Linked DNA regions of Mus musculus: region 1 is linked to region 2. Evidence: chromatin contacts called from public HiChIP or PLAC-seq data. All regions are on one chromosome and are shown on one strand. Each heading gives the region's core, a stretch centred on a gene start, on an enhancer-like site or on the middle of the called end of the contact. The rest is flanking DNA. Distances are from core to core; before and after follow the strand shown.

Region 1 (6,127 bases), core at 2,659-5,158, 150 kb before region 2:
AAAATCAATTCAGCCATTGAAATGTAAACAGGGAACCACAGTTCAAGTTAAATTTAAGGTGATACAAATGTTGCAGATCAGAAACTAAAAATTCAAATTATTATAGTGATTTTTATGTATTAGGTCATTTATGAAAATTTTTGTGTTGTATGCTGAATCAAGTTGTATTCTTTATTAAATTTGAGATATTTTATGATGGAAAAATATGGCCCTAAAATCTCTTTAAAAGAACAACAACCCAGTTGGGAGTGCTTGACATTCAACCTCAGAATCGCCCTTCTACTGCCGTACCATCTATGTGCTCCAAGTGCAGAGGAGCATGCGCAAAGAGCATGCGTGAAGGAGCTTCCGGGTAGACAAACCATTTGCAGATGAGTTCACACTTCAAGTGGCTAATTCTCTGGCAACCCTAAGATTTTGGAAATTAGCCGGGAACCCAAACAAAACTAAGCAAGATGTTGTCAGGACACCCAAAGCAGGTCTCAAAGTGCCTGTGTGGTTTGGGCCCCTTGGAGACTCGGGATGGTCTGCCAGGTTCTCATTTATAATCAATTTACTTTTATTTCATGTGACTTAAATGACACGTCTGGCTTATTTTCCACTCATTAAAGATTAGGAACATGACAGTAGGAGGTAGCACCTGTCAAAGAACACCCTGTGTAGGTGAGAATGAGGTAGATTGTTAAAGGACCTGGCCGGAAGTCAAATGTCTGTTTACTGTCGGCAGTGCCTTCTGTGAAATAAGTCCCAGGAGGCAACTATAAGAATGCGTTTTGAATTCTAATTGTTCTAAATTCAAATGCCTGGTATGTGGTTCCCACATTGGACACAACAGATATCAGGGTACCAAGGCTCACAATCCTCTCATCTTTCTGATGGAGGGATGGCACCAAACCCACACTCTCAATACCTTAGAGCCCTTCACTCTCTTCCCGCTCTGGCAAAGTACAAGCAAGACTCTTTGGTCCACAGTCCCAAAGCTCAGGCTCTGACTGTGTCATCAGTGAAGAGTTAACGAAACCTTCCCGTTATCCTCTGCCCGACTCCTGCTTTTTGGTTCAAGAGAAGAAAAGGATCCACAAATCCTCAGAGGCACCACAGTGCCTCTTAATCAAGAAGCACTTCATGCAAGGTTTCTATGTGCAGCTACTCCACACTAGGAATAGTTTCCGAGGCAAGCAAAGCTTTTTCACATGAAGGGCTGTGATTGGCAGAGAGGACTGGTGTGGTTCCCTGCTGCCTGGAGGCAGGACCTGCCCGTGGGCCTTATGTCCCTATAGAGACAGTCACAGATCTCTAGAAAAGACCCATTTAGGACTTTTTATTCTGGAGTAGGCCTTAGGAAGCCCACGTATGAAGATAATGACCACAGGCTAAGACTATGCCACATACCAATATTACAATCCACTTGCTATGGGTTAACTAGCTTACTGCTCATCTTGACCCAGTGAGGACAGTTTATGGACTGTTTCATTATTTCCACCTCGTAGACGGTAAGACAAAGGCAGACTCTCTTCAAATAGCTTGCTAGTGGAGAGCCAAGAGTTGAATCAGGAGCTCTCACTCTGACCCTAACTCCTCAAGCGCTATAGTCTGTTTTTCTCAGAACAGTTGCTTTTAGTCGGGGTTCCTGAATAGGAAACTCCAGGCCTGGCAATTGGAAATCAAACGATTTGTTGTGTCTTCGTTTTAGTGCATCTCTATCTGTTCAAAGTTAGAACTTTCAATCCATTTATACCTGTTTATCAGTAAATTCTGGACAAGAACTAACACACCTCCTTGTCTCACCCTTCCTCCCTCCCTTCCATCTTCCCCCTCTAACTCCTTCCCCCGCTTCTGTTAATTCAAGAGCACAGAATTTGGAGCTGAATTCTAGACCTCCAAATGTTGTAATTCATGTCACAATGAGGTCAGCATGCATTAGGAGAACCTCACAAGCTTGCTGGAAACACATTAGAGTTCTCTGTTACCAACCACCCTTTTCTCATTCTTTTATAAACAAGTTTTTTTTTCCTGTGTGTGTGTGTGTGTATGCATGTGTGTGTGCACACATATGAATGCAGGTGTGCTTGGCTATGCTGGTGGATGCGCTGGAGACACGGAGGAGACACCAAGTGTCCTCTTCTATTCTTCTCTTTCTTCCCTTGAGACACGGTCTTTCACTGGACCCGAGCCTGCCGTCGTTCAGCGAGGCTGCTGGTGTGCACGTCTCAGTGGTCTGCAGCATTGGGACTACAGGGTACTTGGTCCGACCTGGATTCATGGCTGCTAGAGATCTGAACTCAGGTCCTCATGGTTGCAATGCCAGAATTCCTAGGCACTGTTCTTAGACTCTTGTTTTATTTTCAATCATTTTTTTAATTGAAAAATTTGATCACAAAAGCCAAGCAAAACAAAATGATATAACCAGTGCTTAGTGAATGATTTTTCAACATACCCTTGCTTGGTCTGAAATTTTAAAGTTTGAGTTAGTATGTTATCTGTAATCACACCCCCTTTCACTTATGACTTCATTGTGAGCTTTGACCCATGATACACTAGTTTTTAGAATTGGTATGTTGTTCTGAGAGTAAGGATAATGTGCATGACAGCCAAGACGAAGAGCTCTGCAGTCTAGAAAGTCCTGGGAGCTCCCAAAGCGATGCTCACAATCGCCCCACAAATGCATCTTTCCCTCTGTTATGGCTCTGGTATCCCAGCACTCACACACCTGGATGTTCTGAACAGCAGCAGACAAAACAGACATACCGAGCAAAGCATGTCTGAGAAACATTTCTGTTTCTCACAGATGTCATCCTAGAACCCAGGGGCCACCACAGCAGAGTACTAGTCTTGATCAGGGCGGTGGCATTTTTCTAGTCCCACAACTTAATCCTGGAGCATTTTCAAGGATGATGCCAACACTCTAGTCTCAGGCTCTTCAAGTGGGTTGTTGACACTCACCATGACCTCTGATGGCCTCTGCTGGATATAGGGGAGTCCCTTTCCCTTTTCCCTCACAGATTTGCATAGGCAATGAATTGATTAAGTTATGAGAGTGTTTTTTATAAGTTCTTAAGAAATTTCATGGCTGTGGATTGATACTATTCCTCAGTGTTTTCTTTTCTTCTTTAACTTAACGAACATTTACACCCAATGAACCCTGGAGACAATGTATTTGGCTCTGAGGCCTCAAAGATATCCAGTAGATTATTCTCAAGTTTCTTCGGATGGGAATACTGCCTTTAAGCTTCCACTGGGTATCTGCTCGGGTTTTTCTCTTGCCCAGGAAGGCTGGGGGAAAGGTGTTTGTGTTGGAGCATGCTGCATGCTGCTTCCTATGTGGAGTCATAGCTGAATCCTTCCACCAATAACTGATAAAAGAAAAGACTAGGGGATAATGGAAGGTGGCGTTGGCCTGGTCCAGCTAGGCATCTGGACAATCACACTTTCTCTCCCTGTTGTATGTCTCTGCTATGGCCTCTCGGTAGTTTGCTCACACTACTAGCCCACCACCTCTGACAAAAGCTTGACCAAGGACTAGCAAGGCTATTGCTATAATTCTTTGCCCGTTCCCTTTCAGGATTATTGCAGAGTGCCTTAGAAAGTCTAACTCTAACTGTGTGCTAGATGCCTTTCACAACTTACTCTGCTGGATGGACACCATCAATCTTGTTCTCCCACACACACTCTTTAATGATAACTAAAAAAAGCCTCCAAGGAAGATGTTAGCAGTAGGGAAGAGAAGAGGGTGTGAGTGAGGAGAGGAATGGTCAGCGATATCAAAGGTGACATGAGAGGGTTTAGGAAGAGGTAGGAGGGTAGGTTTCCAGGGAGACAGAGTAGGGAAAGTTAGACAGGAGGGTTAAGGTACTCCCGTGTTCCAGTCTAAGTTGGGTGAGTGCTGGTTAAGAGACCTTAGCCACTAGGTGGCAGTGGAACCTTAGTCGCTTGTCTGAGGTTGAGGTGGCTCTGCCCCTGGTTTACTGCAGAGGAAGCATTAAACACAGCCAGATTCAATATTGAACAGTGACATTGCATTACCATCTACACAGAGCTCTGAGGAAAAGCTACACCAGATACCAACAGGCATCTTTATCCATGCACCATAAAGAGTTCTAATTATGCATTATTACAATAAGGAATTTTAGCTTGTGTTTAAAGTTATCTTTCTATCCTTAAGATGATAGCCGTAGCTCCAAAGGGCATTCACCTTTACCGCTAGCATGCCGTCTGCCAGGACATGGTGAAACTGGAACATATGACCGGAGATCAAGGCGAATCTACCCCCCAGCACAGATTCTTTTTTTTTTTTTGGGTCAGGATTAGGTGAGCGTTAGTGTAAGAGTGGGCCCCAGATGGACATATTCTCTGAGGGGGTTTGCATGGAACACACCGAGGGGCTCACAAAGCAGTTTCTGCCTTGACTGGCTTCTGTGGTGATTCCTTCAGAGCTGAGAGAGTCACCAGGATGCAGGGGCGTTTGTTCCTCTGGGAGCTATCATGGAGCCTTCATTTAAACAACTCTCATTGTCCCCCCCGCCCCCCGTTTTTGATAATTTAAACAACCCAGACAATTAACTGAGTGGGTTGATTTTGAACTTAAAATCTAAGACTTGAAGATAAAGCCATTATAATGTCTTTCTAAATAAAAGATTTTAGAGACTTGGACTGTCAACCTTTCAGATACACGTAGAGGTTTGTTAGGCTAAAGTTTCATAAGTTGCTGAAACTTAGGTCAGTTCTTTTTAGATGAATCCTCCAGAATTACATTTATTTTTAAATAAGAATTTTAATTTGAGAAAAAAACAAAACCAGCCAGAATTCTAAAAGTGAACTGTGATGTATTTTCTTCCTCCCCCTTTTGACATCTTTAGATGTTTTATTCAGTAAAATGTAGCAGAATTTTGGATCTTATTTTAGTATTTTTTGGAGTCTAACTGGGACATATTACCTTCAAAACTTGGTTTTATAGCACTGGTCACCACTGCTCTTTTTTTGTTTTGTTTTGTTTTCCCAATATAACATTTCTATTGATTCCCTGGAAATTTCACATCACGCACACTGATCAAACTCATTTCTCAGTCCTTCCACCCTTATGATCTCCCTTCAGGGAGGTAAAATAAAAAAAGTAAAAATAAAAATGAATAGAACCCCCTTAAGCCCAATTTGCGTTATCTGTGAACTCACTGGAGCATGGTCAAACTGTGACACCTGCCTCTCAAATAGGACTGAGCCCTTCCCGGCCGCACTCACGCCAGCCGTCAGCTGTGGAGAGTTATGCTTCAATGTCACCATCCACTTGCAAGAGTTCATTTTGGTGGCTTCCTGTCTAGGAGATGGCTCAGTCATTAAAGCCTAGGCTCACAACCAAAACTGGGTTGAAGTCTTTTCTAAAGCGTCATTTTCCAGAGCACCCTCTGCGCTCTTTGAGTGGGCCCCACTTTCTCTTGTCTCTCTCGTGTTTTACTCTTTCCCATTGCTGTGTGGGCCCCGCTTTCTCTCGTGTTTTACTCTTCCATCGCTTCCTCATCTCTTCGCCTTGCGTCCATGTTGCTCTTGTTTACTTTCATTTCTTCTTTTCTTTGGTTTTCCTTCTGTTTTATCCGCGCGTTCTCACCCTCTTGACTCCTTTCCTGCTTTAAGCGGCTCAGACACCAGCACACAAGGAGGGTTAATTCGCTCATTTATTGGAAAATGATCTCTGTTTTTCATAAGAAATTATTAAATCCAGAAAAATAGAATTCATATATGACTTTCGAAACTGGCAACCCAGATCACTAGTAGTTTGCACGTTGCCAGGAGACCTGCTCATACCCTGATGGTCCCAAAGCATGGGCACACAGAGTGGGAGGTGGTGCCTCCCTCCTCAGTGTTGCCAGGGCTATGAAGGAGGGGTGATGCATGGAGGAGAGGTTTCAACAACCCTGATTCTTACCTGTCCCTCTGTATTGGTTTCTCAACCAGGCTGACCTGCTGCTCCTGTCGAGCAGTGAGCCACACGGTCTCTGTTATGTTGAAACAGCTGAGCTTGACGGGTAAGTACTAAACCAGAGCGGCTGCTTAGGCTGTTTAACCTAAACGTCCTGAGCGACCAGAGGTGCATCTTCTGCATTTCCTTGTAAAACATAGAAGTCTACGTTGTAAA
Region 2 (5,502 bases), core at 2,481-4,980:
GGTGCGGCGTGGCCTGGAGTTAATGTTTCATCCACGGTTCTTTTAATGTGTGGCATATGCCAATGTGGAATGGGACAGTACTGAGTATGGAAACATAGCGACCTCTCTGAACATCATTAGGTATTCTAACATGTGCTGTGGTCCTGACTCAAGCCAAAGCTGTGGCCAATGGAAAGAGCACTGAAAGATCACCTACTGACTCACGAATTAACATGGAGTAGAAGAGAAATCAGCAAGGGTTGGTCCGATTAGATTCCATGGCTGTTCAGGCTACATAGGCACTAATCACTGCTCAGCTAATAGGCACTAGAATGACTCCCAATATACAATTGGCAGGCATTTTTTCAGTGTAGCATTTGCTTCTCACATACCACCTTTCCCCACAGCAACCTTCACATTAGCAATGTAGCCTCCTGGAATGCAAATTTAGTTCTTTTCTGAAATGAACAAAAACTACTAGACACTTCTTAGTCAATAGCGTAATTAGTATGTGCTCTTAGCATAATAGGGACTTGAACAAGTGTGTACTGATATATATTCATGATTACAGCCTAATGAAGCTTATTTCTACTGATCTAAAATTCTGTGTTCTACCTATTCATCATTCACTCTACCTCCAAGTCTTGGCAACTGGTATTCTTTATTGTAAAAACAGTAGTAGGAGATGGGGGAGGAGAAGGAGGAACATTGCTTTGGTATCATGTAGTAGTTAAACGTGTAGGCTAGAATCAGATGCCACAGGTTTAACAATCCCTGAATTTGCCATTCATGCTACTTTTTAAAAAGTGTCTTAAGTAGTACGTAACCAACTGTTAACAGTGACATGGAAAATTAGGATTGGTCAAGGGATAGTTTTATTTCTCCTATATGAATTTGTAAAATACAGTGTGTCTTGCAGGCATATCTAACCTGCTGCCAAGGGCTACATACCCCAGAGAGCTACGAATGTGGCCCAGTACAAATTCATAACGTTCCATAAGACATCAAGAGGTGCCTTCGTAGACTGATGCATCATTTTCAGCCATGAAGTTTGCAGATGACAACAGTGTGTGTGGTGTCCGAAGGCTCCCATGCCTGCAAGTGGACATGGTATGATTAAAGACAGACTTCTGATAATTAGGAGAGAGCTAAAACAAAGGTCCTGAAAGTCCGCTTACCATTTCCTTGGGAGGATGAATGTACAAAGGGTTGCCCAGTTTGGCTGCTCCTTCTGCCTCTAGTCCTTTATGGTATGGATCTTTTTCATACACTGCGGCTTCTTTTTCTCCTTTTGATTTATTTCTTTTGGATAAATTCCATGAGTGGGATTACTGGTTAAAACAGTACAAACATCTTTTTGGCTTGTGATATATTTTTCCATCTTGCTTTCCAAAAACGTGCTTCGCTCCCCTCACACACACAGGGAGTCTCCCACCCCGTCCTTACCTGTTTCCTGTTGGAATCTTCTAGTTCCCCAGCACAGGCGTGTTTTGCTTCAGCTTTTACATCTGCTTGAGAACCATAGTGCCCTACAGACGGGCCTCTTAAACCCTTTTCACTTGTGCGTCATCTTTCAGGTGACCTTGCCTGTATAAATATTTAAAATGGGTGTATACTTACTGTTAGTAGATAATAAAGTCACTTGCAACAATTCATCCATCTACATACATATTTTACCATTTACTAAAGATTAAATAAAATTTACATACTAATAAGATGGGTGTGCTTGTTTATTTTTACATAAATAATCAAATTTTGGCCGAAAGTGTGGTATTTACTGCACGCAGAGCATCTCAGATGACTCTCTGCCTTACAACCTGTTGTGAATGTTGTATCACATAAATATATAATAAGAAAGGACAGAGAAGGATGGTTAGACCTGTTTCAGAGATTGCTAGAAGTTCTACCATAATTCTAAGTCTGAATTCACTTAGCATTTTACAGTAAAACTAAGTCAGCAGGGCTCAGTGGTTAAGAGCAAGGGCTGCTCTTCCGGAACACTCTCTCTTCCCAGCACTCACGTCATGTCTGAGACATACCTGCAGGCATAACCGAATTTATGTTAGAATCAAATTTCAAGTCAGCCACTCAAGCAGACATTTAAAAGATTTATTACATTTATTTATCTATGCACTTACTTATTATTTTTGTGTCTATATGCAAACCATGCACACGACACTATGCATGTGTGTAGGTCTGAGAGCATCTTGCAGGAGTCTGTTTTCTTTTCCCAGGATGTGAGCCCCTGGGAGCAGACACAGGTCGTTATGCTTGGTAGCAGAACTTCTACCCACTGGCCATCTCGCTGGCTTCCAGACAGCAGTTTTTAAGATCAACCATTCTAACACAGTACAATCCAAACAAAAACTAACTTAATACATTTTGAAGGATGGGAATAGGAAAATTATCGGGTCTTTGTTTTCCAGAATTGAGCTGGTTTTTTTTTCTCTTCTTGTAAGAGCAGAGGGCATTGTACACACATCAAAAGCAGTAAATCTATAAGACACAGCATATTGCAGCGAGGGTTGTGTGTTTCCCATAATGACTGTTGGTACTGTGTGGAGCTAGGGCCAGGTAGGGTAGAGTGCTCACTGTGAAGTTATGCATGCAACAAGGGTTAGTGTTTAAACCTGTTATATATTGGATTTTGAATTAGTTTTTGGTTGCTGCATATCCAGAAGCCATTTACCACAGCCAAACTTTTCTTGATTTCCACATTTAGTTATGAAATTCTATTTAAGGAACTATGACTTAGAAGGACTTTCTGCTTGTTAGTTTTCTGCTCTGGCTAGAATATGTGCATCTGGCAAGACAGGTGTGATTGGTATTCCCATTTTACAGATGAAAATACTGAGGCTCATAGAGATTGAGTTACCAGCTGATGGTGCCAAAATTGTCTTCATATCCTGTCCACATGTAGGCATGGTTCTCTCAGAGATGCCTTGAAGCCAAATAACTTGACTACTTAAAGAATCTACTTCTGCCATGGCCAGTTCACCCAATCTAAACTCTTTGACCCAACCCATGTCTATGCCATCACTGTTTATCTGCTGGTCTCCTCTTCTTTGCCTGGTTCTCAGGTTGTCAGTATAAAATACTCAAGTTTCATTTCTTCTTCTTTAACACGAAATGAGAGGCCATCATTAGCTCTCAACTCTAGCTAGACACTAGAAACTTAGTGACCCAAAGTGAAATATGGAGTCCATGCCCAGGATGTTGGATTCAAATGATCTGTAGTGTGGGTTTGGTTTCATAAACTTTATTATTCCAAGTTCATTGGAAACTTTCGGGGAGGGTGTAAAATTCATTGTGTCTTTCTGGGCAAGCAGTCTTCCTTCCCTTCCCTTCCCTTACCTTACCTTACCTTACCTTCCCTTCCCTTCCGTTCCCTTCCTTCCCTCTCCTTTACCTTCCCTTCCCTCTCCTTTCCTCTCCTTCTCTTCCCTCCCCCCTCCATTTCTCCTTCCTTCCTTCCTTCCTTCCTTCCTTCCTTCCTTCCTTCCTTCCTTCCTTCCTTCCTTCCTTCCCCCTCTTCTCCCTAATGGTAGAGCCTTTGGCTACCACCACCACTTGCAGTCATAACCTATCTGCCTTACTACCATTTTTTTTTCTGTCCCATGCTTTTCTTTAGCAAAACAAACTGGCTGATTGTCACACCAAATCACTTTCCTTGCTACAGCTGTGTGATTAAAGGGACCGCCTCCTCCTGGTGACTGTGCACGTCACGGCCCTTGTCTAGGGCTGACTTTTCTGATGACTGTGCACGTCACGGCCTGGCCTGTGTCTAGGGCTGACTCTTCTGATCTACCTCAGTCCTCATCTGCTTCATTCCAGTGGTTTTGCAATTTGCCCCGGAAGGTGGAAAATGATTTCCATGTGTGGTTAGGTGTAGCTAGCTCTGCTGGCAAAAGCCTGCTAGTTCCAGTTCATATCTTAACTCTCAGAGGTAGAAATGTGAAGAGGGTAACCTTGAAGGCAGCCTGAGCTTCAGTCAGGAGACCTGGGCTCAGCGGGGATGTACTCAGTGGTTGAGTGCTTGCCTGGCATGCACGGGACCTGCATGTGATCCTTAGCACCACGAAAGAGAGGAAAACCAAGCAACAACCCAGTTAAGAAAACTGACCTGCTAAGTCTATACTGGCAGTCATTCTAAGCTATATATATATATATATATATATATATATATATATATATATATATATATACATGTATATATGTATATATATATATATATATATATATATATATATATATATACATGTATATATGTATATAGTGATAGAGCTAGAGAGGTAGAAATATATTATATGATTGATATATATTAATCATATATATCATATACCTATCTCTATTTGTCTATCTATCATCTATCTATCTATCTATCTATCTATCTATCTATCTATCTATCTATCTATCTATTGAATGTTAAAGGTCACATATGGCTAAATCATAATGTTTATAGTGAGATGTGCATTTAATGGAAAATGTGTGTGTGAGAGAGAAAGCTATATTGGGAGAGGCCAGTGACTGAAGGAGGCATGAAGGAGAGAATCTGTTGCCTGATTAAAAACTATCTGTAAGGTATGGTCATGAAGTATGTCCTGGACATCACAAATACACACAGCTAAAAGGAAACGGGCAATTTCTCCCTATTCATTGCCTCATAAATATTTGTTATATGACTGAATAGGAGATGCCACTAGTTATGATACTGCCACACTGTCCAAATCCTTTCCAACAATCCTCTTTTAGAACTGCCTGCAGAGCCAACCCATGAGTCAGAAAGAAAATGGGCCCTGTTCCTCTACTCTCTACTTGTTTTTTTTTACCAAAAAAGGCAATGCCCAATTTCATTGCCTACTGTGTTCATTAGCTTTAGTGCCAAATGATCTTTAGCGATGGGCTGTCCTTTTCCCCAAGTTTATTCTACCCTGAGGACGAAGATGCTGCTACTAAGAATATACACAAAATGTGTTATGGATTCCTGAGGTAATTTCAGAATAAAAGTTCCCTGAATAGTACCCATGCCTAGGAAATTTCAAATGCTGAGCATAGGGTGTTATCTGCAAGAAGGGCATCTTAATTTGAAGTTGATGAAAGTTGGGTGCAGGCTTTAATCTTGTGTATTTTTCTCATTAAAGAGTTTATTGTTTTCAAAGGCATTTATGGCAAACCAAGGATGATAAACCCATTTTAAAGTATTTGACAGGTGTCCAGACTCTTAGATAGGAGTGCTATATTGCTATAATAAAAGTAATATTTAAGCCATAGAAATGTGCCACATTGCACATAGTAAGGTAATGATGTTCTTCTATTCTTATAACACTTGTCACTACAACCACAGGGGATGGGTTTGGATGAAACAGTGTTCCCTTCCCTGTTCCTGTCTTCCCTCCTGCATGTGTTCGCAGAACAGGTGCTGCAGTCTTTCTATGCAGTGTGGCCCTGGAGCAAACACGACTTTTTGTCTTTGAAGAAGATTGGACTGTCAGAGTTGATGCTGTGACCTCTTAGTTAGAATAT

Evidence for each region. HiChIP or PLAC-seq counts read pairs in DNA pulled down with a chosen protein or histone mark.
Region 1: a contact with region 2 is called in a CTCF HiChIP or PLAC-seq map of the NIH/3T3 cell line, with 9 read pairs. The contact joins two enhancer-like sites. A contact is called at or near these places in 1 of 15 datasets of contacts at CTCF or cohesin (the NIH/3T3 cell line) and 1 of 484 Hi-C or Micro-C datasets (nephron progenitors).

The regions. Positions count from the first base shown.
Region 1 is chr2:126,427,247-126,433,373 of GRCm38.p6, reverse strand. Atp8b4 (ATPase, class I, type 8B, member 4) reads left to right here. Exons shown (of 28, transcript NM_001080944.3): 8 at 5,947-6,017. Among named protein-coding and RNA genes, the nearest start is that of Atp8b4, 61 kb to the left of the region's middle. Within about 2 kb of position 3,908, at least 18 of the 459 cell types and tissues checked have an H3K27ac peak or open chromatin away from gene starts, as enhancers often do. A contact at or near this core is called in the NIH/3T3 cell line, where this site is marked.
Region 2 is chr2:126,282,524-126,288,025 of GRCm38.p6, reverse strand. No RefSeq gene overlaps it. Among named protein-coding and RNA genes, the nearest start is that of Dtwd1, 130 kb to the right of the region's middle. Within about 2 kb of position 3,730, at least 21 of the 459 cell types and tissues checked have an H3K27ac peak or open chromatin away from gene starts, as enhancers often do. A contact at or near this core is called in the NIH/3T3 cell line, where this site is marked.